2 separate regions of the Gossypium hirsutum genome follow, and region 1 is linked to region 2. A link is a contact called in public Hi-C data. All regions are on one chromosome and are shown on one strand. The core of a region is the stretch at or near the end of the contact, and the rest is flanking DNA. Distances in the headings are between cores, read along the strand shown.

The links. Hi-C and Micro-C count contacts between places; a contact is called where the count stands out from the background.
Region 1: a Hi-C map of leaf shows a contact between it and region 2, with 2.5 times the contacts expected there. The contact joins the promoter of LOC107897601 here to the enhancer-like site in region 2. A contact is called at or near these places in 9 of 34 Hi-C or Micro-C datasets (callus, fibers, hypocotyl and 2 more).

What each region holds. Positions count from the first base shown.
Region 1 is chrA10:20,218,538-20,226,051 of Gossypium_hirsutum_v2.1, forward strand. It overlaps LOC107897601 (calcium-dependent protein kinase 28), which reads left to right and starts at 1,521. Exons shown (of 12, transcript XM_016823099.2): 1 at 1,521-2,149; 2 at 2,732-2,862; 3 at 3,078-3,119; 4 at 3,258-3,369; 5 at 3,467-3,545; 6 at 3,626-3,795; 7 at 4,134-4,260; 8 at 4,449-4,564; 9 at 4,690-4,797; 10 at 4,877-4,939; 11 at 5,027-5,200; 12 at 5,417-5,896. The coding sequence starts at 1,793. The coding sequence ends at 5,572.
Region 2 is chrA10:20,177,004-20,184,221 of Gossypium_hirsutum_v2.1, forward strand. No RefSeq gene overlaps it. Among protein-coding and RNA genes, the nearest start is that of LOC107896140, 19 kb to the left of the region's middle. Within about 2 kb of position 5,483, at least 8 of the 9 cell types and tissues checked have an H3K27ac peak or open chromatin away from gene starts, as enhancers often do. A contact at or near this core is called in fibers and leaf, where this site is marked.

The DNA.
Region 1 (7,514 bases), core at 271-2,770, 38 kb after region 2:
TGACTATAACTTATATTTTTACACACCAACAAATTTATTTATTTATTTTTATTTTAAAAAATAAATTAATTTTTTTTAATTTTTGATTGAAAAGTGAGTTGTAATCCAAAATTAATAATTATTATACTTCTTTTGTTTTGGACATTTGGCAATATGACAAGGTACTTGAAGAACACCTCTTCGCTCAATATCAGTTGGTTAGTCACCAAGAAACATGTGGCTTGAGAGGTGATTCGAGTTGACCTCTCATCTTATTTGAAAGGATCATGTTTGACCATCCCTGTGAGCTAGCCATATACTTTCTATGAAAAAAATTAAAACGTTTAAAATAAAAAAATATAAAGATCAATTGTATAATTTAACTTAAAATTTTTGTTTGAAATGATAATTAACTTGTCACGTCAACTTATTATTACACTGTTAATGACAATTAATGACTCAGTGACTAAAATATAATATGAGATAAATAAAAGTGACTATTTTGATAATTTATTTTACCTTTCTTTTTGATGATTTTTTATATCCAAAGGAGGGGGAAACTTGAAAATAAGAAGGAAAATGTTAAAAAAACACCGCAAGTTGTATTTAATCGGAAAATTATGGCAGGTGAGAAATACTTATTGGTGGAGTAATCTTAAGCACCAATACGGGCATTATCTGCTTCATCTCATATCGTTCCTCAATAATCTCATTTATCTTACTTTCTCCGACTAGCTTAATTATTAGAAAGCATCTTAGCTCCCTCTTAATTCACCCCCTTTGAGCATCTCAGCCCAATTTCCACTTCAGAGTAACTAAAATCAACCTTAAATACTTAATATGAACTAATTTACATATTAATTAGAAATTGAATAAATATTAAAATACAATTTGAAATAAAATAGTTGTATTTTTCCTTTACTTTTAAACCCAAAATTAAATTCAACTTGAAAATTACAATATTGTAGATGAGCTAAATCTAATAATATTATTAACATATTTTATGTTTGCCCAAACTCAACATGACTTGAAATATGAGTCTAATATTTTGTTCAAGTCCGCCCATATTTGTATACAATTCACCTAACACTATTTTAGGCTTGATCATATTATATTTTTATTTTAAAAAAATACTAATATTTTTTGTAATTTAATATTTAATTAATTTAACATTTTTAAAGTATGTTTGGGTTATTATAAATTTACAAATTAGTTAATATATAAAAATAATGGAGTTGTGGATTAAAATATTTTTGATATATGATGTTTTGATGAAAACTTAGAGAAGTAAGCAGATGATGAAAAGATATGAGTTTTGATTTTGAAGGCCAACAAAGTGGCAATCATAAAGTGAAAGTTTTGAGATTGCCAAAAAAAGAAAGGTGAAGGTAGTGAATAAAAAGCAAGCGGCAAATCTATTTTTGCCCAATTAGCCCATAAATAAGACAAGAATTTAAGCATTAAATCTGTTATCTTTTTAAAGCAAAAAGGAAAGCTGGAATGTGTAATAAAATAAAATAATTTTAGGTGGAAGATATAAATAGATAAAAGAGTTAATTTAGTAAAAAGAAAAAGATTGGATTTGTGTTTTCATGATATCATAACTTGATATTTTTTTTTTTTGGTCATACAATAAACTAATTAAATTTGATTCTAGTCTCCCTTCTTCCTCTTTCTATTGGGGGAGTTTTATCATTTCCCACTTCTTGCTATTTATTTTCATTTCATTTACCTTCTTCTTTTTCCTTATGGGATTCCATCTCTAGAGCTCATTGTTTGAATACCCTCTCTTCTTCCTTCCTTTATTATCGTCATGGGGATCTGCCTCTCCACCACCAAGGTCTTTGGCGCAAGCAGCAACCCCTCCCCCGACCACCACGAAGAAAAGCAACCCGCCTCCTCCACAACAACGACCAATGCCAAAAAGGAGTCTCATAAGCCAACTGTTAAACATCAACAGCAGCAACAGTTCAAAGCCAAGCCTAGTTCGAGGAAACACGGTGGGAACGTGCCTTGTGGTAAGCGTACAGATTTTGGGTACCGTAAGGATTTTGAGAAGCGATACACAACTGGGAAATTGTTGGGGCACGGTCAATTTGGATACACCTACGTTGCCGTAGACAATGAAAATGGCGATCGCGTTGCCGTTAAGAAAATTGAGAAAATGAAGGTATTCTTTTCATGTTTTTATATTACTTCCTTTGATTGTCATATTCAAGATGGGATTTTTTTGAGGGTTTGGTAACTTAAAAGATGAGAATTTTAGGGTTAATTTGGATTGAATTTTCCATATTGGTGGGGGATGTGAGAAATTTAACTTCTATTTTGGATTCCTTATTGGTTATATATATATATATATTATTGATCACATTTGTCTGGATATGGGAAGCTGGAAGCCTTTCTCTTCTCTGTTTTTTAATGTAATGGGGATAGGTGGTCTTAACTAGAAGCATCATTGCCTAAGTAAGGACAAAATTTGGTAGGGATATGCAATAGTCTAGTTGAGCTATGATGATTTTGCATCTGTTTGGCAATCTTATTTATTACAGTTTTAAGATCTTGGTATGGAAAGATTGGATTATAGGATTTTGCAGCAGTTCAATTTGATTGACATCATAATTAAAGCTTCATGTGAAGCAGCAACCTTTAAGCTGCATTATTTTGTTGTTCGAATTGACACTAATTCGGTATAAGCATAGTGGGACTTATTTTTTACTCTTTCTCTTATTTTAAAACCCTGGGTTGCATGCAGATGGTTCTTCCAATTGCTGTTGAGGATGTCAAGCGAGAAGTCAAGATATTAGAGGCCCTGAAAGGCCATGGGAATGTGGTTCAATTTTATAATGCATTTGAGGATGATTCCTATGTATACATTGTTATGGAGTAAGTTTCTATATTTTATCTACAATTATGGCTGTTCATTCAGTTCCGGTTTTCTTTTAATTGTATCATTTTCTTTTTCTTGTCTTCTGATGTTCAATTTTGCCCAAAAGTTTTGTTTGCCTAGTGGTTCATATTTGGCCTTCTCCTCTAATATGATTTCATATTAATCCTTTTATATCTTGACTATCTTACATGTTGGTGCTATCTGATTCTAGGTTGTGTGAGGGTGGAGAGTTGCTGGACCGGATATTGGCCAAGTAAGGATACTAAAATTTTGATATTGTTACTCTTAAATAATGTGAATTTATGGACCAAATATGGTAGTCAATACTTTCTGTTAATGTTTTCAATAGTGTTACTTCCAGTAGTAACTTATGCTTGCCATCTTCTATCAGAAAGGACAGCCGCTATAGTGAAAAAGATGCAGCATTTGTTGTACGGCAGATGCTCAAAGTTGCTGCCGAATGTCATTTACATGGCTTGGTTCATCGTGACATGAAACCTGAGGTATGCTCAACTACATTAACATGGATAACTCATAAAACTTCCTCTTTAGGAAGTCATGCTGCATCTTTACGGTTTCCTCATTGTTTCTTGTCTGTAGAATTTCCTATTTAAGTCAACCAAAGAGGACTCACCTCTGAAGGCTACAGATTTTGGTTTGTCAGACTTTATCAGACCTGGTGAGTTGCATTTGCTAATTTTAGAATAATCATGCAACAAACATCAAAGCTATATAATCTTGAACTATGATTAAATGCAGGGAAGAGGTTTCAAGATATTGTTGGCAGTGCCTACTATGTTGCTCCTGAAGTATTGAAAAGAAAGTCAGGGCCGGAATCAGATGTATGGAATATTGGTGTAATTACCTACATTTTGCTTTGTGGGAAGCGGCCTTTTTGGGATAAGACCGAGGACGGTATATTTAGGGAGGTGTGGTACATTTCCTGATCATGGATCTTGATTTATTCTTTCATTGCTTTCTCTGGGTTTGTAATTTTACTTTATTATTATCAGATGTAGACTGGTGGTATGCCTGTTTCTACACCATGCTCATGTTACATGAACTGGTGGCCATACTTTTGGATACATGTGCACTCTATTTAATCCTTTGTTCTCTTTTTATGTATATGTCCATGAGGAAAGTTTCTGGATATTTTGTTCACCTTCCAAGTTACTTTAGCCTGTCTTAGATGTATTGTCTTATGGTTTTTGTTTATTTAATGCATTTACTTTCCGGAGAATTCATATGCAACTGTCTATAATTTCAGGTTTTGAAGAACAAGCCTGATTTTCGTCGTAAACCATGGCCAACAATTAGTGACAGTGCTAAAGACTTTGTGAAGAAGTTATTGGTGAAGGATCCCCGGGCTAGACTGACTGCTGCTCAGGCCCTATGTATGTCTTTAAATCATCTCATCTTAATTATTTATTTTTCCTTTTTTCTTTTAGCTCTATGAAATGTATGGTACCTTAGTACCTTACCTGTCAAGTTTACTACTAGCTGCTAAAACAAATCTTCTACTTTGCTATAATTTTATCCTTCTATTATTTATAGAATATCTGATTGGTTTCAATTTCTTCAGCACACCCATGGGTTAGAGAAGGGGGAGATGCATCTGAGATTCCTATTGATATATCTGTTCTGAGCAACATGCGGCAATTTGTGAAGTACAGTCGATTGAAGCAGTTTGCTCTGAGGGTAACCTAGTTTTTGTTTCTCTAAAAACCTTAGTGGAATATTTTATGGGCACAAGTGGCTATTGTTCCCTCCTTTGGTTGTTCATATCTTGACGTATAAGTGTTATTATTTTCATTATCCTGTAGGCATTGGCTAGCACACTTAATGAAGAGGAGATAGCTGATCTTCGGGATCAGTTTCATGCAATCGATGTGGATAAGAATGGTGTTATTAGTCTTGAAGAGATGAGACAGGTCAACATTTCTATCACATCTAACTTCTATAGTGTTTTTTACTTAAAATTTCAAACTAATAGGGATGGTTTCAGTGCAGGCCCTTGCTAAAGATCTTCCTTGGAAGTTGAAGGAGTCACGTGTCATTGAGATTCTTCAAGCGGTGACTACAGATTTCCTGTTCTTAATTTGAAGGTCTTCTTTTCTTTTCTTTGGTTTTGATTATTGTTTGTTTCCCTTGATCACACAGATTGATATCAACACAGATGGGCTTGTTGATTTCACCGAGTTCATTGCAGCAGCTCTACATGTGAATCAAATGGAAGAACATGATTCTGAAAAATGGCAGATGCGATCAGAGGCAGCTTTTCAGAAATTTGACGTGGATAGAGATGGGTTTATAACTCCAGATGAGCTTAGAATGGTAAGTAGTATATTTTGGTGTCAGTCCATTCATGACGTGAACCATGGGTTTGATAGTATTATATCATACGAAGTTGAATCGATGTGTTCAGGATGTCCTGATATCCAAAGTGGCCAATGTTATTTCTAGCAAATGTATCTCAACTTTTTTATGAAGAATGTGTTACTAGAATAGTAATTATGTTCCCTTATTCACAGTGTGCAATTGTTTTTGCAGCACACGGGCTTAAAAGGCTCCATTGACCCTTTGCTCGAGGAGGCTGACATCGATAGAGATGGAAAAATAAGTCTTGAAGAGTTTCGCCGACTTTTACGAACTGCAAGCATCAGTGCACGGCCTATTCCTAGTCACCGTATTACTTGGAAGTTATAAATTAAAATTGACATTTTGGGAGGGTTGATCAGCGGAGTGCGAGGGAAATGGAACATGTTCTGGATTTTGTGCTTGTTTGGTATCTCCATGAGCACCGTAAGGACTCTTGTTTCTACTCGAGTTTTGATTGATGGCATGTGCTTTGGTGAATCCACTTTTGAGAAGGGGGGATGGTGGCTCTGGTGAGACAAGTGGAGGTATATACATATATGGTCACTCTGTGTACATTTCTTTGGTTGGGTATTCCTTGTTTTACCCTCCCAAATTTGTAATGTGACTGTAGATAAATTTAGCAACGAAAATATGGAATTGATTTTTTTTAAACAACCTTACTCGCTACATGATATCGTTACTGACTTGTTGCTATATATATATATAAAAGATTGTGTTGAATAATGCTTTCAGTTGAGATCATCTCGATTTGAGAGTCTTTTAGTCCGACAGGACAGAAATGTTAGATCCAAAATTTATTTGTAAAAAAACAAGTGTTAACATTTTCTGCTCAACTTTTAGCTGGCGGCATGCTGGTAATAGAATACAAGCAAATTAAAACTCAGCACACTGTCTATCCAGCAGCAAGCAAAAGGCATTTGATTCCAATTGGTAACAAATCTGAACTGTCACGACAAACTCTTCAACTAACCAAGTATAATGACCCAGGACCCATTCAGACATTAAGCCTAACAATATACATATGAAGTAATTATTCAGCCATCACAAAATTGGACAATAGAAACTGGTACGTTGAATCCAACACCCACAATCTTGATATACCTTTTCTTGCGGCTTCATTGATGAAACTTGTCCTCATCTATTGGTGACCGGGAAGTTAACAGAGACTCAAACTTATGATCCCTTGTTGGCAAGTGTAATAACAGCGGTGGGACCTGTTGAATTCTAAAAAGTGGGTCCGCCGGTGTTTGAGAATATGAATATGTTTTTAGGATTGAAGTTATTCCGAAGGGCCAAGAGTATCGGTTTGAGGTTGAAAAAGCTGACTACTGTTCATGAATTCTCATTAAACTACCTTCCCTTTTCAAACCTTGCCACTACTCCTTGATGGCCTTTTGCTGGGTTTGTTTAGCATCGTTTACTCGTCAAATCAATTTTTCCACTCATAATTATTGTTAATCAGATAGCTTTTTATGTTGCAACTACTTGTCAAGCTAAGTTTTTCGGCTATTTTACATAACTAACCTCAAAAAAATAAATATTAACAAAAATAACCCTGTTTGAAAAATTATGACAGAAATACCCTGAAATCTACCATGCCGGACAGTGCCAACCATCTCACCGCCGGCACCACCCTCCATCATTTCCTAATCATATCTTAATGATTGCCCCATCTAATAAAAAATAATATTTTTTTGATACGGACAATGTAATTGCCGACACCCATATATATATTTGAAATACCTTGGAAAAAAATGAGTATTTTACAATTTAAAAAGAAAAAAAAATAAAATTTTAATAGGTATAGCCGTTGAAGTGGCCTCAAAACTTAAAAAAAAAAGAATTTTTGTTTTTTTGGTGCCGGTGTTGAAGTGGTCGGCACTAGTTTAAAATAAAAAAAATGGATTGAGGAGGAAAAAAGTTGCACTCCAATTGTGTTAGTTGGCCCGATGAATGTCGACAATAGCTAATTGCATAATGGAGTGAAGGCGGCGGCTAGGGCAAATGGAGAAGGAAGAAGAGATGAAGAAAGACGAGGAGTAAAGAATGAAAAATAAGAAAAAAAAATGAGAAGAGAGAGGAGATAAGACAAAAGTCGCCTTCACTCTACTATGCAGTTAGCTACCGCCAACATCCATTAGGCCAACTAACACAATTGGAGTGCAGCTCTCTTCCTTTTCAATTTATTTTTTGTATTTTGAACCGATGCTGGTCACTTCAACGTTGGCACCTATTAAAATATTTTTTTCTTTATATTGTAGAATACCCA
Region 2 (7,218 bases), core at 4,233-6,732:
TGAAATGATTCAAAATTTATATTTTTTACAATTTAATCCTTGTCAACAAATAATTCAATATACTTGCAACTTCACTACAATTTCCATTTTTCTTTTATTCTCATAAACATCTTATTTTTTATTCTACTTCACCACATATATTCTTTCACATATCAAATTTTTGACATACTTCACGATTTAATCCTTTTTGCTTTTTTTTTCTTCAAAATATTCATTCAAGTCTTCACAAAGTAAAGTTTCAACTACATTCATTACTACTCTTTAATGAATTTCATATATAAGATGAACATAACTACATTTCACACACATTTTGTACTTAAAAGTAAAGAAAAATTATTGAAGTACTTACAACCGGGGACTTGGATCAACTCTTGCTTCTTCCTTTACTCTTTTAACATGAATACCACTATACAATATCTGTTCAAATCACATGTGTTACACGTGAACATACAGTTAACTTTTATTATTATTAAATGAAATTAATATTGTTTTTTATTTTATGTTATTTATGTCAGTAGCTAGATAATTAAAATATATAAAATATTCTAATAGTAAAAGAATTCAAATAGTAATTAAAGTAGTTATTGAATAATAATAAAAATTTATTTGGGTAAAGTAATATATAAAATAATAACAAAAATCAAACTTCTTATTGGGTGGAAAGTAAAACCTATCTAATAAAATTATAAGCTGATTTTTGTTTTGTTTTTTCTACTTGGATTTTTTTTTTTTTTGAGGTAGAATGAAATTTCCTAAATGTTAGATACTGATGCTTAAACAATGCTCCATCTTAGTTTTTTAATTAAGTGATAATTAATTTAAAATAATAATTATAATTTAATATAGATACAAAGGTTGATTCAAAATTTTTATAAATTTTTTATTTAATTTTTATATTCAATATTTTTTAATTTTTATATTATAGTTTAAATAAAAATATAATTAAATGCATTAAAAATAAAGGTTTTTGTGGATAAGGTTGATTGAGTTTAAATCGAGTCTATGTATGATATTAGTGTAAGTATAAGCTTGACTCAACTCGAAATATGGACTTCAAATTTTTCCCAAGCACATGTTTTTAAATGGCTAACACAAGTATGTTTTAAGCTCACCCATATTATTTTTAAATTTTTTTTAAAAAATTTGTATTATTTATTAATTTAATATTTTTTCTTTGTTAATTTTAAACATAAGAAACTTCACATAGCTCTTAATGTTTATATTATAGCATTGTGTATACATAATTTTATTTTATATGAGTAGAAAATGAGTCGGGTCAAACTTGACTCTTGAATGTTGGAACTCAAGTACATCCCATATTTTAAATGGCACTATTTCTTTTGCCTAAATCTATTTTTTTAGCTTCGTACTTTAGTTTAAATCCTCTCTTACTTTGAAGAGCTTATTAAGTTTTTTTATAAAAATTTAATAACAAAAAATGTATTGATCTAAATTATTTACAAAAATAAAATGTTTTTTATATTAAAATTGAGTGTCGCTTAATATATTGACGGTATCATCTAATTATAAGATTTAAAAATAATAATGGTGTTGGTTGAGGATATGAAATTAAAAAAAAAAGTGACAGGCTCAAATAAAATAAAATTAAGATACATATATGTTTTAACAGATAATTGCTTGCTTATTATCTTCTTTTTAAGGTAGTTCCGTATTTTAAAGTAACCACTTTATGATGACAACACATCTCCTTTTGTTTCTCCGTGAAGTAATCTATAACTTCCAAAAGTATTGTTGGGTTCTCAACTTCCCGTATTAACCATATCATTTATTTCCTTGCACCTTTTAATCACGTCATTCAACTTATCCTCCCACCGCTGAGTTAAAACATGAAAACCCCTCCATGTTGCTGGTTAATTATATATATGTTAGAGTTTATATATATATTTAATTTTTTTTTATTTTTAAAATTTTATATATTTTTTATAGATTATAAATTTTCATAATTTTTTTATATTGTTATCTATATTATTATTTAAGCCCATGATTGAGTTAGTGTTATGATTTAACCTAGCACTAATTTAGTAAGTGAAATTATGGAAATGTTCTTATGTAATTAAAATAAGTTATCTTATTTGATGATACTTTTGTTAGATTCGGTATCCTTAATGTAGTATATTCGTTTTTACACTTGTAATTTTTCGAACAAATTTGTTAATAAAATTATTCATTAATTACATTTATATCTTTTGTATAATGTCCTCATATGGTTTTTGTATGTAAATCAAAATGGAAGCCAATATTAGCTCACTGGTTGTCTAATGTTTAACTAATAATAAACAGTATTACGTGGTCCAATCATAATACGGAAAGACAACTTATATCAATACACGAACCTAAACATGTTCTAGTCTAATCGGAAATGAGCAAACCGATTGAAAGATTAATATATCGTTTGTCAAGTCCAATTAGGGAAATATTTTGTCTTGGGTATTAGAGCTGATGACTCCTAGAAGATAAAGGCATTGATGTGACTGACTATACTAAAAGTACATTAAACTGGACTCAAGCAGAATAAATCCTGAATCTGTTTATGAATTTATTCACTTGTGACGTTCATAGTGTGTTATACCTTAATCTCGAGTGGATGATAGACAATGTATGCTTAACTCGTATACTTTAATGTAAGTAAAAACCTGAGCTCGAATAGATAAGGAACTGAAAGCTAGTATGTTGGGTATACTACTTTTGCAGTATGTAGCATCATTCGCAACAGTGGAATTCATAGCCTAAGATATAGGTAAATGATATCCTCTCATTGGCATTACATGATAAAAGAAAAGTAAACGTGGTCATAAGTTGTTTATATTTGTGATAAATGACTTAATTACTATTTAATAATAGTTGAATTTTCATGAAAAAAGATGTAATAGTTACTATTAGATAAAATAGGCTCATATTGGGAGAACAGATTTATCCCAAATAGATTAAAGATATTATATGCGGGTAACACGCTTATGACAAAGTCATTGGACGAGCACTGATCGAGTAGTTTTCGTAATGATATGTCATTAGGGAAAACTCAGTTATTATACTATAGTGGAATGACTTTGTAACTAAATGAGTTTATAATTAATAGGCGAAAAGTTGTAATCTTTGGATGTTGAATCAAATGAACATAAATAAATAGAAATGATAAAATTAGAGAAATTGGTAACTTATGGAAATGAATGTGGTTTTCTCAAGTTTGAAATGACTTGAGAATTAATTTATGGTTTTTCAAATTATCAATTAATTAATTAATTGAAGTTTGAAAATGGAATTAAATTAATTGATCATTGTGAATATGTTGAATACAGAAATTAAATATATTTTTTCATAGATTCTTTTACGATAAAGTTGTCATGATTTTAAAGGAATTAGAAATGGGTTGAGAAAATTATTTAATTAGAAAATTTATTTATTTAAATTAATTTAACAAATAATATCTATTTTGAGAAATATAAAAACATGTACTGGATTGGTGTAAATTATAAAGTGTTGGGTTAAAAGTCTAGGAAGTACATATAATTAGACTTAATATAAGAGAAATCCGAATCCCCATCGTAATACATATGAGGGAAGGCACATCCTATTAGCCTCACATTTTTCCTAGTTCAACTAAGGGATTATTTTTCTATTAAATATGTATTAAATGCATTCTACTAAGTCAATTAGGGTTTCACTTTCTCTCCCTATAAATAGATGACACTAGTAGGGCTAAATATACAACAAGTTATATACAATTTTGAGATAATGTCATTCTGCCCAAAAATAGTGAGAATTTATTTCTGAGTATAAATTCTATTTTCCAAGAATAACAATTCTACTAATTTCAACAAGAGGGAAAATTTTACTTTCCCACTTAAAATAAAGAAAATGTTTTTTGGTTCTATGTTTGATTCGAAGTATTTAATCCCACACTCGAAACAATTCGTGGTACGAGAATAGCGGGAAGACCGTTCGATTGAAAGCCAAGAACAACAAGGACTCGTCTTGCCCAAAACATATGTGTGATTTTGAGAAAAAAAATTATTACTATAAATATCATAAATCGACTCGATTTTTAAATTTTTATTTTTTTCTATACAAGAAAACTGTTTTCGAACCAGTTTTTTTTCCAACAACTTTAGTATTTTTATGTTAACAAGAACCAAGAAATAAAAAATAAAAATATGCATATAGTAAAATTTGAATTTTCACCTATTTGAATTAGTAAAATTTTAAATTTACCTCTTAACCAAAGGTTCATTCTAATATATTTTATACATTTTAATTTTAATATGCACAATTTATTATCTCAATAAGTTGTATATCTATACTATTATTTAAGTTTCTAATTGAGTTAGTGACACGAGTCAACCAGGCACCAACTCGGTTTCGGAAATATCCTTCCATAATTAAAATATTAATTGATTGTATTTTAATCTTTTTATTAACAAAAACCAATAAAAATAAAAATATGCATATTGTAATAGTCAATTTTGGCCCTAGAATGATAAAACAAACAAAACCCAAATAATTAAATAAAAGTCCAAATTTCAAGTCCATTTACAACATGTGTAATCAGACCCATTACACATCAAATAACCCAATTACTAAACCCAACAAGCCTAAACCAAAACCCTATCAGCCTAAATTATCAAAACCCTAAAGCCCAAACTATCTTAAACATTTTCAGCAAATAAAAAAACCCCTAGCCCCAAGTTGCAGCCGCCGTCCCTTCAGCCACCAGCCTCTTTACCATTGGCCACCTCGCACGGCACCAGCCTCTTCACCATTGGCCACCTCACGCCACCACCGCGGCACGCGCGTCTGACACCACCTGCAAACAGATCAAAGCACGCAAAACACAAGAAAAAACAAAGAAGGAAAAAACAAAAAAGAAGCAGGAAACTAAAAGCAAAAAAACAAGGAAGAAACAAACAGAAAATAGAAATAGAACGAGTGTGTACTCGTCTATAAAAGCCATTCTCGATCTTTTTTGTATTTTTTACAGACATTAAACAATCGCAAAAGCAGAATAGAAGCAAAAAAGTAAAGGTTGATTTGATTTCCTTTTTTTTTCCTTCTCTTTTTTCGATTTCTTGCTTCTTCATTATTTTTTTTATTTTTTTGTTTGCAAAATCTGTTTTAAATAACAATAAGAAGAAAACACTCACCTGGATCGCCCCGGAGTCGCACTGTCGGAGCCTCATCTCCATTCACGGCGTCGACTTCAAAAAAGGGAACAAAAAGGATCTTCTTCTCCTTCGTTTTTGGGCTAAAAAGGAAGTGGCTCTCGAGTCGCTTCGAAACGGGGCTGAAAAAGCCCATCCTATACGGTTTTTACCACCGTCCGTGGTGGAGCAAGGGCGACGGCAGCGAGGATGGGTCTCGAAACCCTAGCTGCAAAGGGGAAAAAAAGAGAGGAGGGAGAGAGAGCCAAGAAGCTCTCTGTTTTTTTTTTTAAAGAAGAAGCTGAAAATGAATCTAAAAAATTTGGGGTTTTAATACAAGCATGAAACGACAGCATTGTTTTCAAGGTTAAAGTGGGTCATTTGCACTATGGGTCCTTCAGTTTTGCTACCCGTTTTCAATATCCCCCTTTGGTTCTTAATTTTGCGCTTTAATTTGGCCCCATAGATTTTACGCTAGTCACATTTTGGTCCTGCATGATATAAAGCACATAAGGGCGGGGATATTCTCCTAATAAGTCCCTCTTTCTTTGCATACGTTCCATTTGGGTCCTCTCTCTTTTAAATTTGTCCCTTTAATTTTATTTTATTTTTAGTTTGATCATAAACCTTCTAATGTCAAACTATTTGGCATATTTTGCTTATTTATTCTTTAGAAAAACATGTATTCTGTCAAACAATTATATATATATTATTTTAGATCTTTTTTCTATATATATATATATATTAGTTCTCTTAAAATTATTTTAGGAACCATTTATTTAAAATTGATTTATGGTATTCTTTTCAAATTGTTATTGTATATTATTTTAGGTTACAAGTATATTTTCTTAATTAGCTACTTTAAACGGTTCTATTATATATTACTTTAAATTATCTTGTATATTATTTATTTTATGATTTTTTTATATACATTATTTATTCTAAACTTTTACATATTATTTATTTTAAATTTATATACATTATGTAGTTAAACTATTATATATATTATTTATTTTAAACCCTCTTTATTAGTTATTTTAAACTGTTCTACATTGTTTATTTTAAATATTTTTTTTACTATTTTACATATTATTCAATTTAAATTTTTTATATAATGTTCATTTTAAAATGTTTCCAATACATGTCATTTTGAATTATTTTATATATATTAATTATTTCACATTGTTTTTTTTATTTATTTTAAACCCTTTTTTATATATTATTTTTGAATTGCTTATTATGTTAAATTTATAGAATGTTTATTCTTGAACTTTCTTTTGTATGGATCATTTATTTTCAAATTTTCAAATGTTTTATTTTAAACTCTTTATACATTTATATATATATATTTATGTGAAGTTTTTTTTTATACTATGTATATTATTTGTTGTAAATTTCTTTTTACGTATCATTTATTTTAGACTTTTCATTAATGATTTTAAATTATTCTTTATCATTCACTTCAAATTGCTTTCGTAAGTATTTATTTTATACCCTTTACATATGAGATTTATATTTAAGATTATCTTATTATTTGATCTAAGTTGTTTTATACTATGCTTCATTTCTATGTTTATTAAGCTTAATGTTAAATAATATATGTTGTGAAATTATTGCTATTGCATGTACGTTAATCTGCTTACTCGTGTTCATATCATTGCCTTGCGCTTGTGGAATATTTTATGCGTGAATCATTGTTCTATGTCGCACTATACTTCATTTCATATCATTGCCACAAATTAGACCCCAATACATTTATCCAACAAATCGTTTGATTTTAACCTAAATAAATAACGCATGTTGCTTAAATATTATATTCGCTACTATTTAAAAACGAAATTTTTCAAATAAGGCAATTTTATGCATTTTGAAATATCGAGGAATTGTGCCCTAACTTATGGGGTTTCGATTTTCTCGTTGTTTCTAAATAGCTAAATATCCTTTTCGAGTTTTAAAACACATGAAATTCTCATTTAAATTAAAAGACGACCTCGTGCTCGGGAATTTATGGTATTGTGTCCTAACTTACGGGATGTGATACTCTGATATCTCGAGATAAGGA